Linked DNA regions of Sus scrofa: region 1 is linked to region 2. The links are chromatin contacts, called in public Hi-C maps. All regions are on one chromosome and are shown on one strand. Each heading gives the region's core, a stretch centred on a gene start, on an enhancer-like site or on the middle of the called end of the contact. The rest is flanking DNA. Distances are from core to core; before and after follow the strand shown. Region 1 overlaps GATA4 (GATA binding protein 4). Region 2 has its middle 44 kb from the start of TRNAD-GUC.

Region 1 (4,349 bases), core at 330-2,829, 170 kb after region 2:
CAACCTCATGGTTCCTAGTCGGATTCGTTAACCACTGCGCCACGACAGGAACTCCAGCGTGGTGTTTTTAAAAAGAAAAGTCCACACAATTGATTAGCCTATTAGAAGTTCCTTTCTGGCGGTCTCAGATGTCCTCACAGTGTTTTGTGTGCTGCATTTTTCATTTAACTTGAGATGTAAACATTTTTTCTTTCTTGTTAATGGTGTCTTTCTCATAATCATTTACAATTGCGTCATGTTTCATTGAGTGGGTTGGATGACAAGACTCTGGTAGAAAATATTGAAACTCTGCCCATTTGGAGGTGTGGTGAGTTATGGGGAGACGTGGCATGTCTGATGGGGGCTTTTAGGAAGCACGGCCTTGACCTTCCATCCTTCTTTTGGTTGCTGTTGTAACACCTGATTCTTCGATGCAGGTCGGACTTCTGCACTTACTACCCTAAACGAGGTCTCTGCCACCTGAATACCCAATTTGATTAACAGATCACCAGCATTCTAAGAGTAAGGTTTCCTCTTAGCTCCTGTAACATCTACTGGAATGCTTATATAGCAGATGCTCAAGTAAATATTTGTTGGTGACAAAGACATACGTGCTGACCTCCAGTGCCTTTCCCTCGGTCTGTAAAATAGTTGGTTGACTGTGTGTAACCCGGCCTGTGTTGCAAATGAGAAGGAGTTTTTAAGGCAAGTTTCCTTGTTAGATTCTCAAGGCAGCATGAGGTCAGGATCCAGTAGGGAGACCAGGACTGCTAGGAGGGCTCCTGGAATGAGGTTCAGTCCCCCCCATGTAAAACAATGAGTGTTGGGGGGAAAGGGACCCTCCCCTCTAAAAAAGAGGAATGAGTTGAGAGAACTTTGTTTGTGCAGCCTTCTTTAGATGAACTGAAAAGAAGCTGGTTTGCTTATCTTTGAAAGGAAAAGAGTGTGAATCTTTATCTGTGAGAGGCACGTACTGAAATATGTACGAATGAAACGACGGAATATCTGAGATTTTCTTTAAAAAAAAACCCAGGATGGGGGCAAGTGGGGCAAGGTAGATATGATTGGTCACAAATTGTTGGAAATTGAGTGATGATTAAATAAGAGTTCATTTTCCTATTCTGGCCATTCTTGAATATCCTTAAAATTTTCCATGATTAAAAAGAAATAGAATAATTGGGTTGTGCCCCATTTGGACTGGAGAGGTGATCTAAAAAGCCCTCCGTCATGATTTAGGCAGGAATGCCAGTATCAGTTTTGAGGCTGTAGTGCCATCTAGTGTTGATTGCAAGCACACAACAACATTGCCAGCGCCCCTCCTTGGTTGGAGGTCCTCTTTTGACCTCCCCTGGCCTGTCCAGTCCTCTCACCTCCTCATTCCCCACCGGAAGCCCTGGGCCAAGGGAGCTGGAGTGGAGCAATATCCCAGGTGAGGGTGTGGTGGAGGCGTTGGCAGAGGTGGGAATGGCTATTGGTGGAGGCGTCCAGGTTGTTGCCTCCAGGCTTGGGGAAGCAAGCTGAGAACAGGAGTTGGCATGTCATGTGCGGCTCTGAAGGCAGGTGACCTTGCTGGAGGGTTCTCAATGTGACCCAGGTGCAAAAATAGCCTCTCTTGTGACCGGTGTGTGCTCAGCTCCCCAGCCTGAGCAAACAGCCCCTCACACCTGCACACTGTTGACTCACAGCTACTTGTTTGCAGGTGCAAATGACTGTTTGTGTACCCAGAGTTGAGGGGAGGGTCCCCCACCATCCTCTTCTCCAGCCCACGCTCCCTTAGAGCAGGCAGTGGGGCCATAGACCTAGCAGAATGTTTGACTTTAAACCCCAGGGCAAGGGGGCTAGGTCCTGAGGGAGGGAGAGCTTGTACCCTCCCCCACCAAATCTCCCCCTCAAGTAGAGGAAAATCCACTCTTGCCTCTGATAGTAGGGCAGGAACCATTTGGACGCCAGTGTGGCTGTATTTAGGGACAGAAAATTTAGAAATGACAGTAAATTTTCAAAATAGGAAGCACTATACATGAAGTCAGAGAGACTTCTGAAAGTCCTAAACTGGACTTTACATAGATCATGGGCAATGAGAAAAATAGGCCCAGCCTGTCTCAGCAAGATGGCTGAAATTTGTCAGTTGTTAAGTGAGAGTGTGCAAAAAGGGCCGTGTTCCCTTGGACGGGCTTTGTTGCTTATAATATGCACCTTTATTTCCTGTTCCAGTAAGCAAGAAAAAATGTCAGACTATGACAGTGTACCATACAGATGTGTTGAAATGAGAAAAAAAGAGGTACAGCCTTTTTTTTGCAGAAAAGTTTGAAAATTTTAAGAACTTTCAGAAAACATAGTCCCTTTGGCTTAGTGGTTCTATATCTAGAGAAGCATCCTAAGGAATGCTAAGAAGAGTGTACAAGATGAGAAGTATTTACAAAATGAAAGTCAGAAATTGGGTAACAATTAAGTAAAAGTTAATGATAATAGTTAAAGGAGGGCACATTTGTATGATGGGATAATATACTGCACTAAAATGAATTTATGAAGAATTTCTAACATGGGAAAATGATTTGGTATGAAGTGAAAAAACAGGCTCAAAATGATACCGCTTGACCTCAAGTAGGCAAAAATATGTCAATATATAAAGTATTGCAAAGGATGTAACAGAACAAAATGTTAATAATATGGTGATCTTTGAGTTACAGGATTATGCATGATTTCTGTAAATTTTTTTACACATTTCAGCATTTAAAATTTTTTCCCAAAGTAAATATTGATTGTATTTCTGTTGAAGGGGCCACAGAACCTCAATTTTGTTTTTTTTTTTGCTCTTCTGTGTCCGTTATCTTTGTTTAAATTTTTTATTTTTTAATTACTCAAATGAATTTATCACATCTGTAGTTGTATAATGATCATAACAATCTGATTTCACAGGATTTCCATCCCACAGCCCAAGCACATCCCCCCCACCCCCCAAACTGTCTCCTCCGGAGACCATAAGTTTTTCAATGTCTGTGAGTCAGCATCTGTTCTGCAAAGTTCAGTCTGTCCTTTTTTCAGATTCCACATGTCAGTGAAAGCATTGGATGTTGGTGTCTCATTGTATGGCTGACTTCACTTAGAACCTCAATTTTGAAAGGGAATAAAGAGAAAGAAGGCCTTGAGTAGAACTTAGTGTTAGCTGAGCCCCAGGGCTCTGAAGGAGAGGCATCCAGGTGCTAGTGGTCTCTGCCAGACACACCAGGGGGAGCCGCGTCGTGTCTGGGAGTCACGTGTCCACCTCCCAGGACACCGAGAGCCAACTCCCCAGGGTTAGGTCAGCGCGCCGAAGAGCACGGCAGCTCCGTCTTGCTGTCCTTGTGAGGGATGCTCGTGATTTCCTTGGTCTCTGGATCCTTCAACATGAAATTTCCAGGCACAGGCAGGGAACTAACCCTGTGTCGTTTCCCACCCAGTAGATATGTTTGATGACTTCTCGGAAGGCAGAGAGTGTGTCAACTGCGGGGCCATGTCCACCCCGCTGTGGCGGCGGGACGGGACCGGCCACTACCTGTGCAACGCCTGCGGCCTCTACCACAAGATGAATGGCATCAACCGGCCCCTCATCAAGCCCCAGCGCCGCCTGGTAAGCTGGCTGCAGGCTCCCGTCTTCCTTCTCTCAGCTCCGGCTTTCGCAGCCTGGTGGGAAATCCCTGGTTTTGAATTTGGGGGCTTCAAGTCATCTTTCAAAGAAGGTGCAGGTTGAAGGGTTGGGTGGCAAAAAAAGTCATTTCTTATACCTCCAGAGTTAGCTTCAGCTGCAAGGATGTTTCAGACCATTTAGTTCAGCCCCTTGCTTATGTGGACGTGAAAGGTGAGGTTCAGTAAAGATTATGGCCTCGCCTGCAGTCACTTAGGTCTTGAGTCTCCCCGTGGGGACCAGAGTTCAGACTTTCTGCTCCCCAACCCATTGGCCCGGCATTGGAGTGTCTTCTGTGTTCTGCTCCCCAACCCATTGGCCCGGCATTGAAGTGTCTTCTGTGTTCGTGTACACCCCACGAGGTGACTTACCCTGTTTGCACTGTGACTTACCCTGTTTGCAGTCGATCCATTGATAAAACCCAAAGACCAGGGAGATTAAGCCGGGTGTGCTGGGCCCTGTGGCTGGGGAAGAGTTTGGAGCCCAGGTTTTGGCTCCTGGGTCCCTGGTCTTCTCTAGTATAATTTGATTCTGACCAATAGGAACTGCTCTTGTGAATATTAGGGAGAGACGAAGGGGGAATAAACACTGGTGCTTCCCTTTCCTGTGGTCAGTCTTTGGTGATCCTTGGGTACATTCGTCCCTCACCCCCCACCTGAGCCCCCCACCTGAGCCAGGCTAATTCCAATTTGGGGACAAGCTTTTCTGC
Region 2 (4,326 bases), core at 1,642-4,141:
TCAGACGTTTTCATCTTCCCAAACTGAAAGTCTGCTCCCATTAAACACTAAGCCCCTGTTCTCCCCTCCCCCATGCCAGCCCTGGCCAACCATTCTACTTTCTGCCTCTCTGGATGTGACTACTTTAGGAGCCTCATACAAGTGGAATCATACAGTCTTTATTCTTTTGCAAACGGCTTCTTTCTTTCAGCATAATGTCTTCAAGGTTCATCCATATGCAGGGTGTATCAGAATTCCCTTCCTTTTTAACACAGAACACTGTTCCCTTGCACATTGTATATACTGCATTTTATCTATCCACTCGTGTATAGTTTGACGAAGGTTGTTTCTACCTTTTGAGTATTGTGAGTAATGCTGCAGTGAATACTGCTGTACTAATATCTCTTTGAGACCCGTTGCTGGATCACCTAGTAGTTCTATTTTGGAGCCACCTGACTGTTTTCTGTGGTAGCTGCACTATTTTACATTCTCAGCAGCAGCACTCAAGGGTTCCGGTTTCTCCACAGCCTCACCAGCACTTGATCTCTTCTGGGTTTTTATTTTTTGTTTGTTTTTTGTCTTTTTGTCTTTCCTAGGGCTGCACCTGAGGCATATGGGGGTTCCCAGGCTAGGGGTCTAATCGGAGCTGTAGCTGCCGGCCTAGGCCACAGCCACAGCAACATGGGATCCGAGCCGCGTCTGTGACCTACACCACAGCTTACAGCAATGCTGGATCCTTAACTCACTGAGCAGGGCCAGGGATCGAACTCAAAACCTCATGGTCAGATTCGTTAACCACTGCACCACGACGAGAACTCCTGATCTCTTCTGTTTTTTGAAATAGCCATTCAGTGGTGTCATTTCAAAAGTAATAACCCAAGTTTCTTTGGCTCTGGGCCCCTCAGCACCTGGGTCCTCTTTAATTGTCTGAGTTTTCCAGTTTGTCTCCATATGTGCTCAGAAGAAGCCTCTTTGGGCCAGTGCCTCAGAAGTCCTGAGGCTTCCCACTGGGCCTGGGGGTGGGGGCTTCATGGACCTGGCTGAAGGGTCCCAGCTGGGTGGAGGAGGACTCTATTCTGGGGGAAGAGCCCTTCTGCCCCCAAGCCCCCAATCCCTGCACCCCGAGTCTGTCTGGTGCTGCTTCAGGATTAACTCCGCCAAGGCGGCCACCAGACGTCCCAGGCAGGTCTGCATCTGGTGGGCTTATGCTCAGACCTCTGCCCTAAAGTGTTCACAGGGATAAAACATGTCCAGTTCTGAGCATCCAGCTGCAGGGGGGTGCGAACCGAGGGTGGCGGCCCCTGTGACCCACCGGCAGAGCAGAGGAAACAGACAACCGGGTCTCTGACGTCAGCTTGTCAGCACATCCCATGGCCGTGCTGAGCTTGTAGAGTCTTCTGGATGAGAGGAAAAGCTGACCTTGGACTTCCCATTGTGGATCAGCTGGTTAAGGACCCAACGTTGTCTCTGTGAGGTTGCAGGTTCGATTCCTGGCCTCGCTCAGTGGGTTAAGGATCTGGCGTTGCCATGAGCTATTGTGTAGGTAGCAGATGGGGCTCAGATCCTGTGTTGCTGTGGCTGTGGTGTAGGCCTTCAGCTGCAGCTCCGATTCTACCCTCAGCCCAGGAACTTCCATGTGCCGTCGATGTGACTATAAAAAGAAAAAAAGAAAAGAAAAAGAAATAGCCAAACTTGGCACCATGGTCTAGAATCTTAGCTGAAGAGACCCTTCGTGATCCATCAACATTTACTGGGTGTAGAGAAAGAGGTTGATTCTATGATCCATTTTACAGATGAAGAAACTGGGGCACAGAGAGGGTAAGTAACCGGTCCAGGGCCACACAGCTGTAAATGGTGGAATTATGCTTCCAAAAAGAATCTGCTCTAGATGTTTCAAACCATGCTCCTCAGAGCCCTGGGCATCTATGCTGGGCTGTCAGGAGTAGGGGGCTTACAGTGGGAGAGGGCGAGAGGGGAAGGCCCACCCACCCACTTGAAGCACAGCAGCCCACTTGCCTCCAGTTCACGTGTTCAGTTGCCTCTTAGGCATTATTTGAACCGAGAGAGGCTTTAAAATTGTTTTGGAAAGCAGTCATCCAATCCAACGCTTCCTCCACCCTCGCCCTCTCACAAATGGAAACGGGGGCTCAGATAAGAACCCAGACCTGCACAGAGTCCCCATATCAGGGCCCTGCCCTCCAGACCTGGTGCTTCGTCTGCCCACTCCAACTCACCTGCTTTCCTGGTGGGTTGTTATTAGTTTACTCCAGGTTTTTCTGAAAACGGAAATCCTTCTATTTGTGAACTCTCCCCATCTGATGAGTTGGTTCCCTGGAAAGCCTTGTTTCTGAACCAGAATGGCTTTTATTTCACGGAACAGAGTCTACTGCCTTTGAAACAGGTGCTTATGAGAATGGGGCTCCCAAGCGCACAGCACTCAACAGTTTACAAAGGAGTTTCCCTTGCTCCGCGTGGCCTCGGGTGCCCCTCACAGCAACCTCTCAAGTATACAGCCACCTTCCTTCCTCCTCCTGGACGAGGGGAGGCAACAGCGGGGCCGAGCCTGACACTTGCCATGGCATCACTGGACCTAGGCTGCTGGCTCCACGCCCAGCACTTGAGGGGCCCAGCAAGCAGCCCTGAGATTAAAGTGGGGAGCAGGGCAGATACCACCCACTCGAGGCTGCTGACTGGCCGTGCGGGGCCACCCTCTTAATAAGGTTAAGCAAACGGCTCAGAGAGGATGACAGGAGGCTTCGGAGCCCCTGCTGGGGGAGAAGCAAGGAAGAGAAACATCTGGTGCTGATGCAGCTGCTGTGCTGGACGGAGTCTCATCCTTGAGACAGTCAACTGTGGTCCCAGAGAGGGGAGGTAGCCAGAGCCCCTGCGAGGGAGGTCAGGACTCTGTTGATGACTCATGGGTAACAGCTCAGCCTGACAGCAGCCAACTCCCTAAAAATAGCCCTTGGGGAGTGTCTAGAAAGTACCAGGGGGAACTAAAGTCTGTGGGCAGAATGGTGGGCACACAAAAAGGTCTGACTAGCACCTGCAGGGACTTGATGACATCTTAGGTCCTCACTTGGCCGTGATCCTGCCATGAGGAAGATGAGAACCTGTTCCCAGAGTGGCCTTAACTACAGCCCGTTGAGGGAATATGCATCAGTGTGCCGGGCGTGCCGCCCACCCCTGACACCTGCCAGCGCCTTGCTTCAGGTACATAACTGTGTATAGCTGGCCCAACAACCCACAGAAGTAGATTCTGGTACGAGTCGCCTTTGCAGATGAGAGGTGAGGCCACCCGTCAAGCTCAGGCATCTGGGATGCAACCCAGGTGGCCCTCTGGGCAGAGCCTTCTCCAGCGGGAGTCTCCTGGGAGCACGAGAGAGGTGATGCTTTGCTGGGGCTGGCTGGGCCCAGATCCCTGTGGCCTCTCTCCTGGGCCACTTTCTGATCCTGTTGCAGAAGGATGGGTTTTGGAGGAACCAGGTGGTGATTATGTTCTCCCTTGGCCCTCCTTCTTACTGGCTGTGGAATCCCTGGCAAATTATTTAACTTCTCTGAGCCTCAGTTTCATCATCTTTAGAAAGGATATAAGTGTACCACCTCAAAGGGAAGCCAAGGATGAGCTGGAAGGATGTGCATAAAACTTAGGAAACAGGGTCATGTATGCAGTAGGTTAGTACATGCACGAGCTCCCCCACACACCATGGGGGGGGGGTGTAGGCCGGACAGCATCTCCCTGAGGTCCCCTGGGAGTAAGTGTGGGAGCCTGGCCTACCCAACCCCCACCCATCTGCCCCCATTTCCAATCAGCTTGGGCCCTGGACCACCAGGCCCCTGCGGGCAGCAGAGGCTGACAGGGCTGATGGGAGCCAGTCCCAAGGGGTCTGAAGGCAGATTACCAAGGACGGATGAGGTGAAGGGGACATGCCTGTGAGCTGACAGCATCGCTTGTGATGAAGGGAGGGCAGGAGGGCGGGGGTCCCTAATCTCAGCCTGATGCCTTCTGCAAGGACAAGGTTACCATCTGGGGGCGCCTCTGCTGGAGGCTTTCCTTTTGTGCCAAGGTCACTCCATGACTCCTGTTAAAATTAGCCTCCTGCTCATCGCTCTGGACTGAATGGCCTTTCCTGTGAACCATGAGGACCTGGCCATGCAAGGACAGGCTGGGCTGTATGCCCTCCCGAAGCAAACAGAATATGTGTCCTCCATCCTGGAGGCTGGACAAGGGGAGTGGGGGGTGCTGTGCATGCGAGGGTGTCATGTGTGTGCCTGGGGGGGGCATGCCTGCATGCAAAACCAACCAGACCAGGGCACCCGCAGAAGAGACTTAATCACAGAATTGTG

The links. A called contact is a pair of places that touch in the nucleus more often than the background predicts.
Region 1: a Hi-C map of fetal liver shows a contact between it and region 2, with 2.8 times the contacts expected there. The contact joins two enhancer-like sites. A contact is called at or near these places in 24 of 47 Hi-C or Micro-C datasets (adipose tissue, alveolar macrophages, brain and 15 more) and 1 of 2 datasets of contacts at active chromatin or transcription factors (skeletal muscle).

Annotation. Positions count from the first base shown.
Region 1 is chr14:14,924,507-14,928,855 of Sscrofa11.1, forward strand. GATA4 (GATA binding protein 4) reads left to right here. Exons shown (of 6, transcript NM_214293.1): 2 at 3,420-3,586. Among named protein-coding and RNA genes, the nearest start is that of NEIL2, 18 kb to the right of the region's middle. Within about 2 kb of position 1,580, at least 7 of the 83 cell types and tissues checked have an H3K27ac peak or open chromatin away from gene starts, as enhancers often do. A contact at or near this core is called in fetal liver, where this site is marked.
Region 2 is chr14:14,749,095-14,753,420 of Sscrofa11.1, forward strand. No RefSeq gene overlaps it. Among named protein-coding and RNA genes, the nearest start is that of TRNAD-GUC, 44 kb to the left of the region's middle. Within about 2 kb of position 2,892, at least 5 of the 83 cell types and tissues checked have an H3K27ac peak or open chromatin away from gene starts, as enhancers often do. A contact at or near this core is called in fetal liver, where this site is marked.